Regions from separate parts of the Hordeum vulgare genome. Here region 2 is linked to region 1. Evidence: chromatin contacts called from public Hi-C data. All regions are on one chromosome and are shown on one strand. Each heading gives the region's core, a stretch centred on a gene start, on an enhancer-like site or on the middle of the called end of the contact. The rest is flanking DNA. Distances are from core to core; before and after follow the strand shown. Region 1 has its middle 46 kb from the start of LOC123403670. Region 2 has its middle 6.8 kb from the start of LOC123405832.

Region 1 (4,752 bases), core at 1,702-4,201:
ACGTACCTTGTTTACATCAGCTTGGGGAGTGTTTGGTTGCATGCATTGTTGTTTGCCTATTTACATACTTCTCCTAGTTGGACCTGACTGAGCATATACACGTAAAAAACCAACATGTGCATGTTGATTAGTTGCGTGTATGTCCTCTCTCTGCATCATAGCGACGCCTCTATGAATCTCTTTTGGTTGCTCACATTGTATGTGCTCACACAAGTGCATGTTATTTGGTTACATCCAAGACAGTACTGTGGTAACCTCCTCCTCGATGTGATGAGGTTACCAAAGACACACATGAAATACTAACAAGCAATCTAGTAGTAATACAACGATCTTAAGAACAAATATAAGTCTTAACCACACAGAACAAGTTTTAAACCAACATAGTAAGATAAATTCTATACGAAACCCAGGTCTTAATAGTAGCTCAGGCGGTCACGGCGAAGGCATTGCCGTTCTCCTTGCACTTGGTGACCACATCCACGCCCTCTTCGTCGAAGACGATCACCTTCATGGTGTCGGGGGTCAGCATCTTGAACGTGAGCATGTACCCGATCATGATATGGTGAACGGCGGCTAAGGTGTCCCAACCCTAATCAAGGGTGACCCTGCCGTTCATCAACCTCACCGTCACCGTCCATGCGCAGCCGGTGTTCGTCTTCAGCTTGAACTTTGCAGGGATGGCGGGGAAGTGCTTCGTGAAGTCCACGGGCAATGGTAGACTCTCCAGCTTTGGAGCAAAGATAACCTTGCAGAAGTGGCTTGGTCCTGACTCCTGATGGTAGTGGCCATAGTTCCTCCGCTTGTGGCTTGGGTGATCTTGCACTGGCTCTTCGACCAATGGAGGCACAACCTCCTTGCCCTTCTCCAATGGTGGCACCATCTCTTTGCCCTTGTCCATCTGCATTATGAACAACACGTAGTTCAATGGTTAGCATTCATTCATATCGCTCTATATTAACCCACCTCACTAACCCAACACCGCACTCAAACCCCTCTGTTTGAGCACCTCTCCTCTTCCACCTCTCTGTTTCACAATCTCCCCATCGGCATGAACTCCAACTCCAACTCCCTCGACAGCGGGCAAGATGGGCCAACTACAGGCAGTACAAGGCGCCTCAAGACCAGCGTGCGGTGGTGTACTTGTGTATGACATTCGTGTCGCCGGAGGCCGACAACGACGAGGTGTAGATGGTGGACAGGGTGTCGATGGTTGGCGACCGTGCAAGACCCATCGTTCTTGACGAAGATGATGAGGACAAAGAAGACGAGGAAGAAGAGAAGATGACTACACCCCCGCCGCTCGGCGCGACTCCAGGGTCGCTGCGACTAGACAATAGACCCTCAATACCCACCCCGATGTAGTCAAAAAATAACCTACGAACCCTAGTAGTCGTTGATGAAGAATCGGTTGATGTCAATCCTCCACCCCCGATGTGTTCAATCCCCTCACTAACTCTTCAATCGACTCCTCTAATCTAATCTAGCCCAAGTCAAAAGGACTGAATGTATAGAGAGGACAAGGTCTTACCGCCATGGCTGATGCACTCTAGTGGAGGTTTGCACTCGCTCCGGTGGTTTCTGCCGCCGTCTTGGATCGCTTCGCAATAGAGTTTAGATTATTATCGCCGTCGCCGCTGCCGGTGTGAGTGGGGAAGAGGGGAGAGAGGTGTGAGGAAGGGAGGTGAGGGTAATTATTGACCGACGTGTCTCGAAATAACGCGACGTCTCAGGACCGCACCCAAGCGTGCAACCGGCCACACCCACGTGCCTAGGGTTGCAACGTGCTGGCCTGGCTCCACAAAAACGACCGATTTGAGCGTTCCTGTGGACGCAGGGCCAGATGTGCTTTAATCTTCATGCAATGCAGGCCTTACAGTGAATGTTGGTAACCAAACGAGCCTTGTTCTTCCCGCGCAGGCCTGGCTGAGGTATATGCGACCAACCAAATGCGTCATTGGCCTGTGTGGCTAGGACCAGCTGAGGATGGTCGGTTTACAAGGTAACTCTTCTCTTGAAATACCCATCTAATTAGAACATCAGGTATTGTAATGCCTACTGATTATGTTCTGTCCTATGTGCAGGAGAGTTTCAAAGCTCGTGCAAAGGCCTAGCGGTACTGTGTTTATTATCATTGAGATAGCGTTGACCGAACTGAATTGGTTGAACTTGTGGAAGGTAACCATGTTGTGGAATTTCATATGCAGAGCCGTCTTGAGTGCCTTCTTAGATCCCTAGCATACGAGATGGTGTCGATGAGGGGAGACATCCTGCATGATCTATGATGTGTGCTTGTGAAAAGAGGCACACAAGATGTTGGCGCACGCTTGAGTGGAGTTTGGGGTGCTTCTGCTCGAGTGCTGCAGTGTGAGTTTCTTAGCTTTCCTCCCAACTTATCATCGTCCTGGAACTGCTTGTGATGCCACTGTTTATATATTTTTGTTTGCAAGACTTCAGACTTATGCCATTGTTTTTATATTCATATAAGACTTCACACTTATGCTTTGGGCTGGCCATTGTGGGGCGGGGCGCCCCTATTTGTTTTTCCCTTTTTTTGTTTTTCCTTCCTTCTTTAAGAAATGTTAACGATTTAAAAAAATGTTTTGACTTTCATAAATGTTGGTGAATTTGGTAATATTAATTAATTTGAAAACATGTTAACGATTTTAAAAAATGTTCTAAATTTCTAAGAAATCTTAATTATTTTGAAAAAATATTCCAAGATTTTGAAAAAAAATCAAAAATTTAAAAACTGCTTGCCTTTCCAAAAATTATTTATAATTAAGATTCTTATTAATAACTGACCCCAAAACCGCATGCTATTATGTTTTTGATTTCTTATAGTGCTTTTCCACTTCGCTACAGTACACCCAAACACGAGCTGTACGTCAATGGGCTAAAGGCCCGGCCGGGCTGCCACTGTGCGTCATGCTGCTGCTGGGCACAAATGCGCGTCCAATAGGAGCTCCCAGTGACTCGCTAAAAAGAACTAGCATGGAATAGACGAAGCTCTCATGAGTAAGGCGTGCGAATGCATGCATGATTGCCAGATAGCTAAACTAGCTTCCATGTACATCATGATCCAATGTAATCTTGTCAACAAAATATTGTTTCTTGATTTCGGAGATGTCCTTTGAATTTTAAAAAGTGTGACTTTTGGTAAATTTACATGAATCTGAAAAATCTTTATAAATTGGAACTATATTCATGAATTTAAAATGAATTTGAAAAACGTTCACAAAATTTTAAAAATATTCATGAATTTTAATTTTTTTGTTTAATTCACAAAAGGTTTATGGATCTCAATAAAGGTTAACGAATTTTAATATATTCACCCGCATATTTAAAAAATGTGCTTCATGAATGTAGGAAGTGCTCATGAATTCAAAAAATCTTAGTAATTATAAAACTATTCACCAATTTGAAAAAATATTCTGATTTTTTTAAATCTTATGTAGAAAACATTCATGAATTTTCAACATGTTCTCAAGTGTTCTTGAATTAATAAAATGTTAATGAATTTGGAAAAGTGTTCGTGAATTTTAAAACTGTTTGCGAATTTAAAAAATCTATGTAATTGAAAATATGCCTGAGAATTCGAAAACATGTAACATATATGGAAAATTATTTGTGAATGTCAATATTTTTGTGAACATTTTGTAATAACAGAAAATGTTCTCAAATTTAAAAATGTGGTGAATTTGATTTTTTTCTGAAATTTAAAAAGGATTTCGCAAATTCAAGAAAATAGTCATGAATTTGAAGATGTCCACGAATTTAGCAATATTCATGAACTAAAAAACGTTATAGATTTTAAAAATCGTCTTGAATTCAGAAAAGGTTCATGAAATGGGAACAATGCTTGAAATTTTAAAAATGCTCGAGGTGTAAAAATTGTTTGTGAATAAAAATAATGCCTCTAAATGTGAAGAAACGATCATGAATTAGTAAAAAGATAGAAACACAAAAATACAAAAGAAGACGAGAACTGAAATAAAATAGAATAACTGGCAGAGAAGACAAAAAAAGGGAAAAAACATCCATAGTATGTTCTTGAATGGTCCTAAAATCGTACGAAACTCACATAAAAAATATGCATCGCATGGTCCAGACCAGTAATTTGCGAAGCGATCGGGAGGGTTCTTGTTTGCTGCCTATCATTTGTGTTACATGATAAATAGGAATGACCGAAAATCACTAGTTAAGGGTTATCGCTTGCATCATTTCCGAACTTCTCTCGTGCTTACAAGTGGCGCACAACATGTGCGTCACTCGTCACAACCTGATAATTTTCCATTTTTCGTAGATTCGTTTATTTAAAACGTTTTATCTTTTGAACAATGCGCCCAAATAGCGAGTTGTTTTTACCATTGGATTTTTCGTGTCGAGATATTTAAAACTAGATCCCATGTTAGATTTTGACTTACCTTTTTTAACGAAAATCTGATAAACCATGAAACAAAAACCAAAAAATTGAAAACAAAAACCAGAAGAAAAAAATATCAGGACCCGAAGCACGGTTGCGGTCTTCACTTTTTTTTTGGAAGCACATGTTCCTTTCCTTTTTTCGGGAAAACACAGGTTGTGCTTCTCGTAGAAGCACAAAGTGTGCTTTTCCATTTTTTCTAGGGGAAGTATAAATTGTGTTTTTCTGTTTTTTTGAGAAGCATAGGTGGAAGCAAGGTTGTGCTCTCTTGTGAAAGCACAAGTTATGATTTTCCTATTTTGGAGAAGCATGGGTTGTGCTTCTGATGG
Region 2 (4,574 bases), core at 1,231-3,730, 360 kb after region 1:
GCTCTCCCTTATGGCGATGGCCATCTCTTTTACTGCTTGAGTCATGCTGGTGAGGACAGGCAGCTCCTCCTCCATGAAGCTTGCCCGCTTCCTCTCCCTATCAAGCACAGGAACATGTTGACCATCCTTCTTAGGAGCATCAATTTTGATGTTGTCTGGATACTTGAGTATCGGAAGCGACGGTGAGCCCAGCGGCTGACTAAAGCCCATGGCGTGGTTGCCGATTGCGAGCCTGAAGGAGAAGATATGTTGCATCTGGAGGTAGTTTTGGATAGGTGTGTTGAGGAACTTTGCGTCCTTGGGGTGATCCTAAGAAAGAAACAGGGTAGAGTGGTGGCTAGTTAGTACAGCAATGGTTCACAGGAGATGGTTAGTTAGAATGGCATGGTTTGTGAGCTAACCGGGATGTGGCCTTGGTAGTGCTCTGCCTCCAACATGATTGTTCGGGTCTCCTCATCCCATGAAGCACTGTTCAGGTCTCTTAGCTTGGAGGAGATGATCCACCTTGTTCTCCACTTCCTCGGGTGGTTCTACACCTCGGTCGAGGTGACCTCCTGTCCACAAAACTCAAAGGCTTTCTTTGCCACAGAGTTCAAGTGCACCTCCTTGAATCCCTTGTCAGTCCTCGCTCCACTAAATATCATCTCACACATCTTGTTAAGTACAAAATTGGAGAGGAACAGCTGCCATTTCATGTTGCATCCCATGCCATCCTTCTTCTCCTTTGCGACTGCCTTTTGAGCAGATACATGAGATCTAGCATTGGTCTGAGCCAGCACAAATGGACGAACCATAGACGGCACCTCGAAAACTTCTGAATCAAGAGGCATCGAGTCGATCTTATGTTGGGAGTCCTCGACGGAGGACGTCAAGAACTGGCTCTTGGATGGCACGATGGGCAGAGTAAACTCTTGTGTGCTCATGTCCTACAAACGTAAGCGTCATCAACACCACAACAGACTACACATCGACAATATGTACTAATTGTAAACGTGGAAGACACACTACACATCGTTGGTATGAACAAACAGTAAAACATGCACACATAGATGATCTAGTTCAAGACAACACTAATCATGGACACATATGAATGATCTTGTTCAACACTTGCACAATACCAAACCATACATATAAGCATACTACCAATCCGTCCATGAACATCTAAGCATACTACTAATTCATCGATGAACATCCCAGCATACTATCAATCCATCCATAAACATCCAAGCATACTATCAATCCATCCATGAACATTTAAGCAAACAATCGCGAACACAACCCCTACCATGCTTCAAATCCATCCCAACTAGCTACTGCAACAACACAGTCGAACAAATCATCCAGATCTAGCTAGAACTAGTAGAGGGGAGGGGTCGTTGAACTTACATACACCATCGGAGGAGCCGCAGGGGAGGTGCGGCATGCAGGAGAAGAGGAGGGGTGGATCCGTCGTCGTAGCCAACCGACCGTCGGAGTAGTTGTGCAACTTACCTTGTCATCCAAGTGGATTCGGGTTGGAGTGAGAGCTCGAGAGGGCGAGAATGGTGGTGGGAGTTTTCGTACGCCGGTCACCCTGACTATATAGGGCGACTGCGAATCGACGGGCGGTGACGTGGATTTGTCCTGCCTTTTTTTAAGATACGCCATCGCTCCCGCCATCTTCATGCCCGTAGTTGCGGAGCGCGGCGTTCCCCTCCCATGCATCGCCCCAGCCTGACTCGTTAAAAACTGTTGATTCAACCGTTCCTAACGGGTATGACTGAGCACTGCTTTAAGGTTCGTGCAAGCTAAGATTTATATGCGGGCCAAGCAGCCAAATAGGCATATTTTCTTTTTCCGCGGTCCTAGGTAATCAAACGCGCCCCAAGAGAAACAGTCCAAAAACAGGTACGTGCGTGCGAAAACCGGGATCTAAAAAAACATAATCAAGCAGCGTACGTGTGCATCATGGGCATCCGACCGCCCTCGATTCGTTCGTTCCTACCTCTAAAAATGTGTACTCCCTCCGTTTCTAAATATAAGTCTTTTTAAAGATTTCTTTAAAGACTATATACGAAGTAAAATGAGTGAATCTACACTCTAAAATATGTCTATATACATCCGTATGTATATATTTAAAAAGACTTATATTTAGGAACGAAGGAAGTAGTTCGCATGCCAAATGTTCTTTTATTTTCTAATGTTACTTTTAATTTTGGACATGTCAAATGGGGAAATTCGTTCCCCCGCAAAAATACAAAAATAGGGAAAATCATTTTTATTTGAACAAGGTTAACACCGGATCTCCTATGTAGCAACACATGACTCTGGCCGATCTCCTATGTAGCAACCCATGACTCTGCCCATCGGCCAGGGAACGAATCCCATCTGGCACGTTTATTTTTAAGAACCCCAGCTCGCTTCGGTTAACACCGGATCTGCTATGTAGCTAGCATGCGACTGGGCCGGCCCACTGAGAGCCACCCCGACTTACGTATACAGCGTCAAAAAGAGAAAACCTATTTAGCGCCACAGGCGCCAGTTAAAGGCAAAATTTGCTAACGGCACCTGCAGCATTCCATAATGAGCCGGCCCATGTAGAGATTTTTCATGAACTGTTTTAGCCCGTGAATTTTAAAAAAAAATCGGTGAGCTTTTTCGAAAACAGATGATTTTTTTTGGAAATTCGTGAACAGTTTTGAAAATTGATGAACATAATTTAAATTTCATGAACTTTTTTCAAAATCAGTGAACTGTTTTAAAAAGTTGATGAACTTTTTTCAAAATCAGTGAACTATTTTTAAAAATTGATGTTTTGTTTTAATTCTGTGAACTTTTTGAAAATTCATGGACATATTTTTTAAAAATCGCTGAACTTTTTTCATAATAATTGAACTTTTTTTGTAAATCTGAACTTTTTAAAATTCTATGAACTTTTTTCAAATTTTTATAGACCAATGGATTTTTTAAATGGGCCGGCCCATGAGGGAGGAGAAGCGCTGCAAGCGCCGGTTTCCCTAACCGGCGGCGCTGAAAGCGCCAAATAGGAGGTCTCCGTCAAAAATGGGAGTCACTAGTTACCATACCTGACCAAATGGGCGACGTGGCACGGTACGAGCACGGCCCGTGCTAAACATACCTGGCCCGTCATGGCCTGTAGGGGCATGTTTAGTAATCGAGCCGTGTCGTGTCAGTCCGTGGGCTGCACCTTCAGGCCTAAGCACGATCCGGTTATTAATGGATTGGCATGTTGGCCCGTTTAGCATGTTGGATCGCATATTTTTATTCTGGTGAACTCATTTTTAGACCTATTGAGTTGTATATTATATGTATATTAAAAAACTAAAAAAATATTAAAAAAATATTAAAAAAATAAATGGACCATGTCGTGCTGGTCCACGTGCCCAGCCTCCAGGCTCAGACACGGCCTGAGGCGTGCCGCGTGCGTGGCCCGACCCGTTTAAACAGTGTCGTGACTGACCCATGGCGGGCCGTGTCGTGTCTGGCATGCGAGCTGGCCTGGTTGGCCCGGCTTGTTTGGCCAGGTATACTAGTTACTAGTTAACGAGCACTCCTACGCGTTGTCACTTAGCGTGTTCTCACCCGCCGCCACGTGACGTGCTCTCAACGCTTCTTTCGGATTTCGTTTTCTTTCAGACGCGTTTTCGGATTTTGTAATTTTTATTTTTATTTTTTTTGTGTGTTTTGGTTTTTCACCGGTCTTTCTTATCTTTTTGATGAAAAAAAATAATTGCAAAAAAAACAAGCTTTTTTATTTCGCGAAAGACACACTTTTGTTTACGCGAGAGGTACGGTTTTGCCTTCGTGATAGCCTTTCGGAAACAAAAAAAAATATGTTTTCTAATTATTATTGTTTTGTGAAAGACACGGTTTTGCATCCACGAGAGGCACAGCCGTGCCTCTTGAAAAAGGAGAAAAATAATGTGTTTTCTAAAAAAAAAAAAATCATGAGAGGCACGATTTTCCCGTGCCTCTTGGAAAGGGAGAAATAACGCGGGTTTTTTCGTGAGAGGCACGGTTTTGTTTTCGTGAGAGACACGATTTTGCCTTCGTGGGAGACAAGGCCTGCCACTAGGGAAGGAAAAAAGGCGGAAAAAACGTGTTTTCTGTTTTTTTTTCTAACGCCATAGGCATGGTATTTTTTGGTCCGTTTTTTTCGTGAAAAAAAGTTTATCAAAACTTATCAACCTGGGATCTAGTTTTGAAGATCTCGACGTAAAAATACAACGGTGAAAATAGTTCGAGATTTGAATGCACGATTTAGGAGATAATATCTTTGAAAAATACGAATCCACGAAAAAAACACCAGGTCGCGACAAGTGGCACGTATGCAGTGCGCCACTTGTCGCAGCCTGGGAGGTGGGAGTGATCTTTAAAAGAAACACTCCCTAATTAGTGATTTCGATCAAAAATCGCAAAAATTGAAATTGGCGCCGCAAGGAATCGAGCCCTTAATGTCGCACTCCTAGAGGACCACTGCTAGCCACTAGAGATTATCGATTCTCGTGATTGTAGCATATGGTTTTTCAAAATTTTGAGAAAAAATTGTAATTTCACACAGATTTTTAAAAATG

The links. Hi-C and Micro-C count contacts between places; a contact is called where the count stands out from the background.
Region 2: a Hi-C map of leaf shows a contact between it and region 1, with 4 times the contacts expected there. The contact joins two enhancer-like sites. A contact is called at or near these places in 2 of 6 Hi-C or Micro-C datasets (leaf and seedling).

Annotation. Positions count from the first base shown.
Region 1 is chr6H:544,568,865-544,573,616 of MorexV3_pseudomolecules_assembly, forward strand. No RefSeq gene overlaps it. Among protein-coding and RNA genes, the nearest start is that of LOC123403670, 46 kb to the left of the region's middle. Within about 2 kb of position 2,952, at least 1 of the 3 cell types and tissues checked has open chromatin away from gene starts, as enhancers often do. A contact at or near this core is called in leaf, where this site is marked.
Region 2 is chr6H:544,934,266-544,938,839 of MorexV3_pseudomolecules_assembly, forward strand. No RefSeq gene overlaps it. Among protein-coding and RNA genes, the nearest start is that of LOC123405832, 6.8 kb to the right of the region's middle. Within about 2 kb of position 2,481, at least 3 of the 3 cell types and tissues checked have open chromatin away from gene starts, as enhancers often do. A contact at or near this core is called in leaf, where this site is marked.